Regions from separate parts of the Mus musculus genome. Here region 1 is linked to region 2. Evidence: chromatin contacts called from public HiChIP or PLAC-seq data. All regions are on one chromosome and are shown on one strand. The core of a region is the stretch at or near the end of the contact, and the rest is flanking DNA. Distances in the headings are between cores, read along the strand shown. Region 1 has its middle 26 kb from the start of 1110028F18Rik. Region 2 overlaps Smpd3 (sphingomyelin phosphodiesterase 3, neutral).

Region 1 (6,606 bases), core at 2,019-4,518, 250 kb before region 2:
AGCCTTGACCCTCTAGTAAGTCCTATGAGTCAGCACTGTCTTCCAGGAGTGCTGTGGTAGTCAGGATAACTCAGGAGGCCTTTTCTGCCCTGCCCGCTCTCCTAGCCTCAGAGCTTACTAAGAGGGCCGTGGGGACAGGAATGGCAGGGCCAGGTTTCAGCATTCTTGACCCACCCATCCCCTTTCAGATTCCCACTCCATCCTGCAGCTTGCTGGGGGCTGAGAATAGTATGACATTTAAGGAATGATCAGGGCTCCTGGCCCACCATGGATTGGAGAGGGCCTAAGAAAAGATAACAGCAATAATAACAGCAGGCACCTCTTACCTTAGCTTTGTGTCAGAATAGGCCCTGATACTGAGTGTTCCTCAAATACCATCCCATAGGGCTCCCTTGGGCTATTTGGGAGAAGTCAGGCTGTAAGACACACACACACACACCTGCCACTACAAGGTCTGTACTGCTAACCAGGGCTCTACTTTCTGACTGGCTCCCAGTCTGCCCTGGGGCCCTGAGAAAAGAATCTTGCGGCTCCAGTCTGCCAGGTTTGCAGCTGACACAGGCCCAGGCAGGCCCTGGCCTCCCTGTTGGTGACTGTGGATGGTTCAGTGAAAGAATCAGGTTTTGCTGGCTCCAGAGGCGAGCTGAGTCAGGACTTTTCCCAGGGTTTCCAGGGCTGGGCCTGGCCCTTCACTCAGCACTGAGCCCAGACCCAGGGAAAGATGCCCAGCCATTGGGCGCCCTCCATCCCATCCCTTTCTTCACTTGCTTCCACTCCAGCTCTTCTGCTCCAGACATTCTGGCCTGCCTACTGAGCCCTGCCAGCCCCTTCTGCATATAGCTTTCACTTTCTGTTCCTCTCAGTGAGACACACACTTGTGAGCTCACTCCCTAAGTCTGTGCTCAGACACTTCTCAGCTATGCCTTCTCTGACTACGAGAACTGAGTCCTCACTCCAGTTTCTTTCCTCTTGGCCCTACCTCAGCTCTCTCTTCTCCTTAGTAAGCCCCACACATTTAGCTTTTATGAGACAGTTTCTCATGCAGCCCAGGCTAGCCACATACTCTCTATAGTATATAGGCAAGGCTGGCCTCGAACACTTGATCCTCCTCCTTCCACCACCCAAGCACCAGGATTAGAGGTCTATGCCACTGCACCAAGACTCTACACATTTTAAAACCAGAGTCCGGGCTGGTGAGATGGCTCAGCGGGTAAGAACACTGACTGCTCTTCCAAAGGTCTGGAGTTCAAATCCCAGCAACCACATGGTGGCTCAAAACCATCCGTAAAGAGATCTGACGCCCTCTTCTGGAGTGTCTGAAGACAGCTACAGTGTACTTACATATAATCAATCAATCAATCAATCAATCAATCTTTAAAAAAAAAAAAACAGAGTCCCTGACATGTCAGTTTGGATTTTTAGCTGCTTGCTGAATTTCATTTTTTTCATCACCAACAATGGTACCTGGCATAGAACAATTTGGTCAATAAGTAGATATTATGTGGGCTCGAGAGATGGCTCAGAGGTTAAGAGCACTGACGGTTCTTGCAGAGGTCCTGAGTTCAATTCCCAGCAACCACATGGTGGCTCGAAACCATCTGTAATGGGATCTAATGCCCTCTTCTGGTGCATCTGAAGACAGCGACAGTGTACCCACATACATGAAATTTTTTTAAAAAGTAGTTATTATGTAAATGAATATAAAGACCCTGGAATAATGCCCACTACACGCAAAGGGGCCTCAGAAGAGGCTGGAAGGACTGACATAAGAAATAGATATATCTTGAAAAACCAAAAAAAAAAAAAAAATATATATATATATATATATATATATATATATATATATGAATAATGGTGCCTTTAATCCCAGCACTTGGAAGGCAGAGGCAGGTGGATATCTGACTTCAAGGCCAGCCTGGTCTACAGAGTGAATTCCAGGACAGCCAGGGCTACACAGAGAAACCCTGTCTCAAAAAACCAAAAAAGAAAAAAAAAAAAAAAAGAAATAGAGAACCACGGTCACGTGGGCAGCCCTGCCTTCATGCAGGACCTGAATAACATCTGAAGGATATTTTTGTCCCGTGTGCCTGCACTTTGGCTCCAGCTGTAACTTCTGGCAGGGTAAGGTGTGACCTTGTGATATTGGTCAAGTGTTCTACCTTGGAGTGTAGTCCAGGAGGCACCTCAGTTGGATGCTGTTCTTTAGTAACCACCAACCTTTGTTTGTTTGCTTGTTTGGCTGGTTGGTTGGGTTTTTTTGAGACAGAGTCTCTCTATGTAGTTCTGGCTGTCCTGGAACTGGCTATGTAGCCCAGGCTGGTCTAGAACTCAGAGAGTTCTGCCTGTCTCTGCCCCCTGGATGTCAGCATTAAGTGCATTTACTGTCGTGTCTGGCAGAGGTTTGAATCTCAGGATAAAAAGAGGTCTTCGGACGGAGATACCTCGGTTGGTAGAATGCTTGCTTGCCACTCATGAAGGATTACGTTCAATTACACACTTCATAAACTAGGCGTGGTGGTATATTCCTGTTAGGTTAGCATTTGGGAGGCAGAAACAGGAGAACAGCGGGTGAAGCTACATAGAGAGTTCAGATTGGAACAGCCTGGGACACCTCAGGTGTCCTCAAAGAAAACATAAAGGCCCATCCTTGTCACTCTGTCTCTCCAGGTATCTACCTGTGTAGATCAGGCTGATCTGGAACTCTCAATTCCTTTCAGCCTTCCTCTTAAATGCTGAGATTACAGGTACGCACCCTGGTGTGCCACCACACCCAGCCCAGCACTTCTCCTAACTCTCTCCATTTCCTTTTCTTGACTTTGTTCTAAACTTACTCATTTTATTATTGTACGTGTACAGATGTTTTGCCAGCATGTATGTTTGTGCACTGTGTGCACACCGGGTGCCCATGTAAGTCAGAAGAGAGCTTTGAATCCCTTGGAACTGGAGTTATGCTTGTGAGTCACCATGCTGGGAATTGAATTTGGGGCCTCTTGCAAGAGCAATACGTGCTCTTAACCACTGAGCCGTCGCTCTGGCTCTCAATTCCTTTTTAAAAGGAAGACATAAAAAGCTCGTTGAGAGACCAGACCATAAGCAGCTCTTTGGTAAGGGTCGTGGCTCATCAAGCAGCGTCCGTTCAGACACCATCCCCATCATCAAGAGAGCTTTTTCATCCACTGACTCAACAAGTATTTACCGAGCATGTGTTCTGTGCAGGCGGAGCTGTCTTCGCAGGCAGACTTCCATGTAAGGTATGCCACAGCCAGTGGCCCTGTGGCATGTGCCCTCCCTTCCTGTGGCCCCACCCTGCCAAGCCAGGCTGCAAAGGCCAGCCCCAGCTGTGGTTTGGGAGAATGGCGCCCTCTGCTGGGAAGGAAGGGGACGTTCCGTTCCTTTGGGCAGTCTTCCCATGGAAGCTCACCTTCCGCGGAGGATCCCTGTATACGGATGTGTATGGGATGCCGTCACTCCCATCAACCTCCTACATCAGTAGGGCCAACGGTCATCTTAAACAGCCCTCCCGTGCTAGGCATCCTTCAGAGAGCGGAAGCAATTTGCCCAAGGCCTCATTCAGAAGGGCAGGATCTGAATTTGGTCTCTGACCAACAGTGGCAGCTTACACCTTTAATCTTGCACTGGGGAGGCAGAAGCAAGTAGATGTCTCTGAGTTCGAGGCCAACCTGGTCTACAGAGTGAGCTCTAATACAGCCAGGGCTACACAGAGAATCCCCTCCCCGTCTCAAACAAAACAAAGCAAAAAAGAAAGCTGAAGGTGGGAAGGAAGGCTCTGCCTTCTTTGTGAGCAGGTGATCCACGGAGTTCCCCAGTGAGTCAAACTAGACACATAAAGGATGGAACGCTGGTGAGGGGGCTGCTCCAACTGTCAGTGGTGGCCTGTCACCTAGCTGACCTCTCAGACAGTCCCTGCCCTGACTGGACTTCTGGCCATATTCTTAAACCCCTTCTTCAGGCCACACAATGACTGGGTATGCAGAGTTACCTACACCTTAATGGAGGGGAAAACCCCAGGAAAGACTGCTTAGGTCAGCCACAAAGTCAAAAGGCCTGCTACTAGGATGGATGACCTCACTTGGGGTGAGGGGTGTTTGTAAGGAGAGTGTGGGAGGAGGGGGCTGAGGAGATAGGACTCAGGGAATCCAGAGATCTTTCTCAAAAGAAAGCTCAAGGGGGCTGGGTGTGGGTTTGTTTTGCTGTTGTTTTGAAACCGGTTCACCAGGAAGCTGGAGGCTGGCTTTGAACTCTCACTTTGGGATCTTTGGTTCAGGCATCCTTAGAGAGTCACTTTTTCTTTTCTTTTGGGCTTTTTAGAAGCCTGGGGACAGATTTGAGAAGATCTGACAGGCATTCTCAGTACCAACTAGCCATTCCAGGTTGAGCCTTCGACTCCAGAGAGCCCTGATCTCAATCAGTATCAGCTGACCTGGAGGCAGCTTTGAAGCCTCCACAAAGCAGATGCCCTGGACCGTTTGACGTTAGAAACAAAACAAACCCTTAGGACTTATGTTCACAGATGGTGGCGGGGGCAGAGCAATACCAAATTGGGATTGATGGAGACAACGGAGGGGCCCCCACACTATTGTGCAAACGTGACACAAAACATGATTGCAACACACCGGGTAAACGTTGGAGGGCACACACAGCTGATAAACTACAAAAAGATCAGCCAGATACCCAGGCAGTCCTTGTTAGCATGCCATCCCATTAGTTGTGTATGTGTGTGCAAGCGGGTGCAATTATCACTCACCAGGAATACTTAAAGATAGTGACTTACACTCTGAAATATATTTTTTTCTTTAAAAAAAAAAAAAAGCAAATAAAATCAAACTAAACCACCACCACCAACAACAAAAACTGCGGGGCTGGAGGGACGGCTCAGCAGTTAAGAGCACTACCTGTACTTCCAGAGGTCCTGAGTTCAATTCACAGCAACCTCAAGTAATGGAATCTGATGCCCTCTTCTGGTGTGTCTGAAGACAGCTATCTATAGTGTACTCATACATGAAATAAATCTTAAAAAGAAAAACCAAAACACCCTTTTTTTTTTTTTAAAAGTTTGTATGTTCATTTGTGTGTGGGTCTGGGAACAACTTTAGGACGTCAGTTCTCTGAGTCCCAGATCAGCAAGCACCTTCCCCTGCTGAGCCATCTTACCAGCCCCTTGTGTCTTGCTCTGGAACCTACTGACCACAGATCCAAAGTCTCACCTTGCAGCCCGGAAGCATATTCACAGCGGGAGAACGATCAGTATGGCACACACCCTGACCACCGACGCCAGGCCTGTACTTCCCAGACGCTCAGGCCAGTGACCGTTTCCCCATTGTCAAAGTTGCCTAGATTCATTCACAGAGGCCAGGCTTGGCTGTGAAAAGCCATTTCTCCCCTGGCACCCTCCACGAATCCCAGGAGGGAAGCCGAGTGAACAGTGGCTGTTTGGTTTTGTGCAGCTGCAGGTAGGATTTCCCTGCTTCATTCAGCCTCCAAGAGGGGAGTCAAAGATAAGGGGCAGCAGGTGCGACTGGCTAGGACATCCGATCCCCCTGCTTATCAACAAGAACAGCAGGGGGACCAGAGGCTCAAAAGAAAAAGCAGGAACAGCCTTGGTCTGAGGTACAGAGATCAAGAATAGGTGAGAAACCCACATAATTCCCTTGAATATTATTATATTATCAGTTAAGTGCATATGCATGGGTATGCAGGCCACTACCACACACGTGGAGTTCCTAGGACAACCTGGGAGTTATCTACCACGTGGGTCCCAGTGGGCACACTCAGGCTGTCAGCTCTGGTGGCAGGCACCTTCAACTGCTGAGCCATCTCACTTGGCCCCAAAGTTCCCTTTAGATTTCATTAGGTGACATTAGTTGTCCTGATATCAAACCTAAGCATACAACCCAATCACCTGGGGTCTGTCTATAACTCAACTGCAGGCTCCACCCCCAGCATTCTACTCATCAGGTGACAGCTGGGGCTTCTAGGTTCAGGATGGATTAGAAGTACAGCTGCTTTGAAGATTTAACCACTCCTGGATCTGGAAAGAGAGCCCAGCAGTTTAAGAGCAGTTGATATTCCTACAGAAGACCTGGGGTTTAGTCCCCAGTGATAGGACAATACAGAGAGGTTCTCCACGTGGAAGCTATCTTAGGTTTGACTAGAACTTGAGCTCCTTGTTGGAGACTCCCATGAAAAATCAACCAACTCTACTCAAAGAACCCAAGGGTCAAGATACCCCAGCTAATTTATATTGGTTTCTGTTAAACTACTTGCTTGTGCAAAACCTCCTGTTTCGGCTAACTGCTTATCTTAGCTTCTGTTACAACTACCTGCTTGCTCAAAAGCAACCCTTCCCCTCCTTGTTTGCTCAAAAGTGTCCTCTGCAGCAACCAAGCAAGAGACCAGATATGTTTTTTGCTTCAAAGCCCCTTGTTCTAAGACCTCAGGGCTACACTGGTGTCCCTGGACCCAAGTGTAATCCTGGTCAGCTGGAAAAAAAGAATTTCAGTTGTTTACAGACTGTGTCTGCGTGGTCTTCTTTGGTGGGCTCCCCATAATACCAGCACTCAACATGGCAGCTCACCACAGTCTGTT
Region 2 (6,652 bases), core at 1,740-4,239:
ACTCAGACATTTCTCAGTTTCCTGAACTGGATGATTCCCCACAAAACAAGGCCTGAGGCCCAACCCAAATTTTCAGTCTGATCCCTGTCTCTATCTGTATCCCAAAGCTTCAACTAGTATCTGCATCAGGACACTAATTCAAGAGATGTCAACCTTGAGTCACCCCTTATCTCATTGGTAGCCATAAAAGATCTGATTAGTTTCGTCCAACACCTACCTGACCCATTCTATCCTAAACTACCCCCAGAGGAGTTAGGGAGGTTAGGCAGAACAAAGTGACCCAGACACATACTTTTTTTTATCCCCCCAACCACATACCAGTTCTTTGTTTCTCTCACCTATACAGAGGCCCCAGAGGTCTCAGACTTGCGCACATGCTACCCCCTCTCCATGATGTTCAGGTACCTCTACTTCATCCTGCCTTTGACCTCATCTTCAACATTCTGCACTCCCACCATTCTTCTCTCTACACAAGAAAGGTGCAATCAGCAAACTCATTCTAGACCCAACATTGGGCTGGTTCTCTGCTCTGGACCCAGCCCTCAAAAGACAAAGAAGCTAGGCATGGCAGCACACATCAGCAGTCTCAGTGCTTAGGAGGCTGGTGGGGAGATGAAAGTTCAAGGCCAGCTTGCACTACACATTAAATCCCTATCTCAAGCAAGCAAGCAAGCAAATAAAAGGGAATCCAGTTTTAAACCCATCTTTGTATAAATTAAAGACTATGGTTCAGTCTTATCTGAGACACAAGTGGAGAGAGCCAGAAGCAGATTGACTTTCAAAATAAACAGAAGAAAACCCCTCTGGAACCACCTGCCCTTTGAAATAGCCTTCCCAAGCTGCTACTATGGTTCTGAGATGGCTCATGAGGTAATGTGTAGCAGGCACATGGGCTGCTGTTGTAGACTATAAAATGCATGAAACTCGCAGTTGCCTATAGGGGAATGTGATCTCCTGTTGTTCTATGCCTTCTCTGCTTGCCTTATGGGTAGCATGTCTCTATCAAAAAAGTGAGTCTCTCACCCTAGGAAAGATCTCAGCTTTAAAAAATTTAGCGCAATGCTTTTTATATCAGTGGGTTATATTTAAAGCATTCAAAGGCCTAGATTTGCATCGACTGCATTTGACTTAGTCAAATTATTCACCATCCATCTCTCATGTACAACCCTCTTCTCAGTCTATGAAAGCTCCGATTACATAGAGTTTAGGTTTCTTCCAGGCAAATTGATCATCAATTTCTTAGACCTCATCCTACCAAGTATCTTGGACTAGTACAAGTGTCTGGCTCCCCTATTGGTATTTTGAACGTGTCCAAGCTCAAATCATGGCCAGCAAGCATTACCAGTGGCTTTTTTCTGCTGCAGTGTCTGAACATCTTTCTCATAAGAGAAAGTGAAAGCAAACAGGCCATGAAAGTGTCTTAGCTGACTGGGAGCACAAGAGAGGAAGAAGGGAGAGCATCCTACCTGGTAGGGCAGACTCTTGAGAACACGACTTATAAACAATTGTGAATGCCTACCATTTGTTGATTACTTGATACGTTCAAAATTATATTGAACTTCAAAACAATCCCATGGACGGACACACACACACACACCAGGCTGAATCAACTGATCTGGAGTAGCTGTGTCTTGACAGATGTCCCTAACTCTTGCCAAGCAAACATGTCTGTCTGACAACACACGACTGTATGTGTTTGTTTATACCTTACTTTGTTCCACATGGCATTTGGGGTAAAGAGGGAGATGTGAGACACAGCAAGACACAAAAAGACAAAATGAGGAAGACAAGCTAAAGACACTTCGAAGATGCCAGGATCTTTCTTCTGCCAGCGACAGGTCTCTGACTGGGCCCCAAGCTTTCTGCAGCCATGTTGTGGGGGCAAGGGGCAACAGGGATCTCCTCCCATTGTTGGTATTTGCAGCATAAACATAAAACAAAATGGACCAAAGACTTTAAAAGCACCAATTTTCCTAATTTCAGGTCCCCAAAACAAATGCACCCCAAGTGGCACCCTTGGGAGGCTTTAACCTAAAAGCACAGAGCAGAAGAATTAAAGGGGCCTTTGTTCTCCTGGCTCCCATCAGCAGCCCCATCACGGCTTAGCCAAGGTAGCTCTGGAGGATGTAGAGGACTAGGAGGATGTGTAGTTTAGCCTCTCTCAGCTGAGCCATGCAGCTGTCCAGATCTGGATCTCTTGAGCCTGCACAGCTTTGTAGTGAGTTCAAGGAAATGAAAGTGGGATTGGATTGGGCAGAGGCATAAGAAATGATCCCAAATTGGTTGCAGTAGAAATCTCAATGGTTCTTTAGGGAGTGTGGTAGCTGAAATGGCTCTTTAGAACTGTCCCAAAGACAGCCCAAGGGGCCTGGCCTTGTATTCCCTCCCCATCTGCCTGTCATTTGTCACCAACCACCCTTGAATAGGGGCTTAACCTTAATCAAGCCGGGGAGGGGGACACAGCTGTGAGATATTGCCAGTGGGCTTTGGGTGCAGCATTCATGACCATTGCCCAACAATCAGAAGACAACAATCAGAAGACAACAATCAGAAGACAACAATCAGAAGGCAACAATCAGAAGGCAACAATCAGAAGGCAACAATCAGAAGGCAACAATCAGAAGGCAACAATCAGAAGGCAACAATCAGAAGGCAACAATCAGAAGACAACAATCAGAAGACAACAATCAGAAGACAACTTTCTAGCATAGAGCTCACTGAGGCTTATGTACCCTCTAGCACCAGGCGTTCCACTTAGACTGGCCATACAGGACAGAGGGCCTCTGCTCTCAAGCCCTAAGGCTGTTCCTCTTATCACAGATAACAATAACCTCAGCCTGTTAAACCTAATACACACACATACACACACACACACACACACACACACACACACACACACACTCCTGAATAAAAGCTCCAGAGAGCACCTAGCTTTAGCAGTATTACTACTTCCTGGTGTACGAGCCAAAGTAAACAGTTTGCTCAGCACACAAGGACAAGGCAGCATCGGCACAGTTGGGTGGTGCTGTTAACAGGAAATCTGCAGGTTAGACGATGATAACAGCCTTAAACTTGGACTTTGTAAAGTTTGCCAGAGAAGGGGGTCAGGAGGGACTCAGGGTGAAGCCAGCTGGAGTGACCTGTGGAGGGGAGGGTGGGGAAGTGTGGGCCTGACATATTTGAGGGTTGGAGGTCCCGGGGAAGCAGAGACATAAAGGGGCCTCTGGGATAACCTGCAGGAGACTGCAGGCTCTCCTGCTCCATCAGCAGTGCAAGGCTCCAGCTGCCACCTGAACCAGCTCTGCAGCTTTGCAGATGGTGTGTCCAAGGGTGGGCTTCCCGAAGGTTTCCAGATCTGTCTGTGGACACTAGCCTAAGGCTTACAATTGTCCCTGCTGGGTCTGTTTAAAGTTAGGTAACCTGAAAAGTGTAACCATGACCGCTGTATTTATATTATTCCAAGTTTGACTTTTAAGAAATATATCAGGTGCTTATGTTAAACATCGCCGTGAGGTTCCTCTTTACTGTCCCTTATATCTTTATATCCCTTATATCTTTATATCCCTTATATTCTTTAAATGAAGGCACATGAGGTATAGAGCAGAGGAGAGGGGCTGGCTCTGAGCCAGGCTTCCTGACCACTTTCATTCCTGGGAGTTCTCCTTGGTACATCCTGTCCACAGGAAGCAGCTGGCTCCTTGGTGACCATGCCTGATCACCAAGCACAGTGGCCACAGCAACCTGTAACTTTCCTTCCTGAAAGTTTGGTGTCTATGGCCCACAGAAAGCAGAACCAACAGCTCTGTTCAAAGCCTTTCGGTTCTGCCTGGCTTGACTTGCCGCCCTGGCCACACAGATGTTGTCAGTTTGAATCTGCTGTAATGAACTCTGTAAATAGCTTCCCTAATGGATAATCAATCATTTCAGAGATTTAATACTGAATCAGGCTGCTGGACACATGTGGGGGCAAAGCTGTTTGTATCTGATCCAAACAAACCTCCCTTCCTCTTTTACTTCGCAAAGCAAAACATGTCATATTAAATACCTAATGATCTACGACAGGTCTCCCATGACCTAAAAAGAAAAGCTAAAGACACAGACCATCCAAGACAATACAAATTACATGTAATTTGTGCATCTCTTGAAATTAGGTTCTTCATTTAAAGAATATAAAGGATAGTAAGGTAGACTCTCAATTTGCCATTTAACAGAAACATCTACTATATTTCTTAAAAGTCAAACTTGGAATAATATAAATACAGCGGTCATGGTTACACTTTTCAGGTTACCTAACTTTAAACAGACCCAGCAGGGACAATTGTAAGCCTTAGGCTAGTGTCCACAGACAGATCTGGAAACCCTCTGGAAGCCCACCCTTGGACACACCATCTGCAAAGCTGCAGAGCTGGTTCAGGTGGCAGCTGGAGCCTTGCACTGCTGATGGAGCAGGAGAGCCTGCAGTCTCCTGCAGGTTATCCCAGCAGCCAGCCCAGCCTCAAAGGCCTCTGTGCCCCACCCCCACCACACACACCAGCTGCCCAAACCCTGCTGACTCCCATCTCAGTATCCCTAACTCCACGTTCTCCCAGTCACATGTCTGCCCACTCCACAGGCTTATTCTGCCTTAAAGTCTAGTGTCAGTGATTCCAGCAGCCTCTTACTAGCCCTCTATGGTCTTACTCCGAGTGTCCCCTGCTGAGTGCATCTACTCTCTGGCCTTCTGTTATCTGTTATTGGCCATTCTTCAATCTCTGGCTTCCCCCAGTACATATCATTTCTGCTGTTTCTACATGGGTGTGGGTGTAAATTAGAAAAGGAAGGCCAACTCCCACCTGTCATTCTTCCTAGGAAACCATGCTGCCAGACCCAGCCTTAGAGCTGACTCCATCTTTCTAATGTCTAGTGGATTGGGCCAGTATGGTAGAGCTGGCCAGTACCACAGAGTGAGGCTAACACAGAACAGGGATAAAACCTTGATTTGATAAGGTGGAGGAGATACCGCCATTTCTTATCTTCCCAAAGACACTCTTAAAGATTTTTTCTCCAAGTTCTTAACTGTTTTCAAAATACTCTATCTCCAACTCACCACTTGCTCGGCTTCCCAAAAGCTGTGAAATTGCCAAGTGCCCTTTTAAAATGTCTCTGTGATGTGGATCTCACAGTTACTTGTTTATCTTCCAATGGCAGGGACTTCACAGGTCACCCAAGTACACACACTGGCAGAGCTCTATCTGAGTCTGGGAACATAGTCAGGTGGCCAGGTGGGGAAGGAGGCCAGAACAGGACTCCTGTCTTCCTGGGCCTCTCCCAGTGCCCTTCTTAGCATTTCAGCCAACCCAGGACCCATCTGCCTACAGGTTAGTGTCAGGTGGAAAGTCCCAGGTTGGACAGCAGAGTTCTAAAGAACACCTGGGAAGAATATACCCATTTATCAAACAAGGGAACTGAGGCTCGAAAGTGAAGAAGTTGCCTAGGCTTTTATACTTGGTGTGTAGCAGCTGGTAAGATTTCTGATCCAGGCCTCCCTCTCAGTACAGCCTACACGTTCTACTCATTGAAAAGAACTTACTTTCTGTCCTTATACCTGAATTTAACACCCATGGGGAGAAAGTACAGAGAAGATTATCACCAGCTGCTTCCAAAGGGGGATTAAATCCTTTTTTGGATTCCTCCTAATGTGCAGCCGTGTTCTGTAACTAGCCTAGAATTCTCCGAGTCCACTTAGCTTTTTATAGTTTGACCTTTGCACAGGAAAAAAAAAAACTCAATGATTTCCCACTATTATGAATAAATGGAAATGGATATGTTTTTTTCTGAATGATTAAAGAGTGAAAATCAGAGCCTACCACCATCCAAGTCCTCTGGAAATAATTTCTCTGGAAAGATAAGGTTCCCAAAGCTACCTTGCAGGTGGATCAAATCCTTACAACAGAGCTCTGGCACACCATTTGTTTATTTTCCATTCTTGCCATGGAGAAGAGGGTAGCTTCATCCTGGGTACGGAGGCAAAAAGCAGGACTTTTGACCCTCTGACCCTCAAAATGGCCCAAACCTTGGGTGTCAGACCAAGTACATTGTCCCCAAAGTATGCTAATGGGACACTGACAGCATCACCAGTGTCCTTCAGAGCACCACTCAAGCACAGGTGCATGGGTCTAGCAAAGCCTGCGTCACCAGCTGTCAAAGCAGGGCACAGGAGCGCACACTCACTGTCCCAACTAAATGGTAGACTGAGGCAGGAAGATTTCTTAATCCCAGAAGTTCAGGGCCAACCTAGACAGCACAGTAAGTAAGGCTCTGCTTCAACATACACAAATCAGTGCATAATAAAGCAAGCTTCCCCCCTATCCATTCACAAAGGCCTTGGGGAAAGCCAAGGGTGGGCAAGAGCAGCATCGGCATCACACGCAGAGATGCTCTCCGATAGCTCCCTACCTCCTCCTCTGAAACCAGACTGTTATGAAATCGAGGAGTTTAAGATAATGGTTCTGTAGCTGGTGCTTAATAAAGGTATTCCCATCTTTTCAAATACCTAACCTTTAAAACATATGCCATGCGCTACCGTGCTTCTTAAGCAACTGAGCTGGAATGTTATTTTATAATGTCTTATTGACACCAGAATCCTTACTACAAAAATGTGAGAATCACAGAC

What was found. HiChIP or PLAC-seq counts read pairs in DNA pulled down with a chosen protein or histone mark.
Region 1: a contact with region 2 is called in an HNF4G HiChIP or PLAC-seq map of pancreatic cancer cells. The contact joins two enhancer-like sites. A contact is called at or near these places in 1 of 39 promoter capture datasets (liver) and 1 of 115 datasets of contacts at active chromatin or transcription factors (pancreatic cancer cells).

What each region holds. Positions count from the first base shown.
Region 1 is chr8:106,558,018-106,564,623 of GRCm38.p6, reverse strand. No RefSeq gene overlaps it. Among named protein-coding and RNA genes, the nearest start is that of 1110028F18Rik, 26 kb to the left of the region's middle. Within about 2 kb of position 3,268, at least 137 of the 459 cell types and tissues checked have an H3K27ac peak or open chromatin away from gene starts, as enhancers often do. A contact at or near this core is called in pancreatic cancer cells, where this site is marked.
Region 2 is chr8:106,304,863-106,311,514 of GRCm38.p6, reverse strand. The region is part of intron 1 of Smpd3 (sphingomyelin phosphodiesterase 3, neutral); the gene reads left to right. The region is part of intron 1 of 4930506A18Rik (RIKEN cDNA 4930506A18 gene); the gene reads right to left. Among named protein-coding and RNA genes, the nearest start is that of 4930506A18Rik, 26 kb to the right of the region's middle. Within about 2 kb of position 2,989, at least 91 of the 459 cell types and tissues checked have an H3K27ac peak or open chromatin away from gene starts, as enhancers often do. A contact at or near this core is called in pancreatic cancer cells, where this site is marked.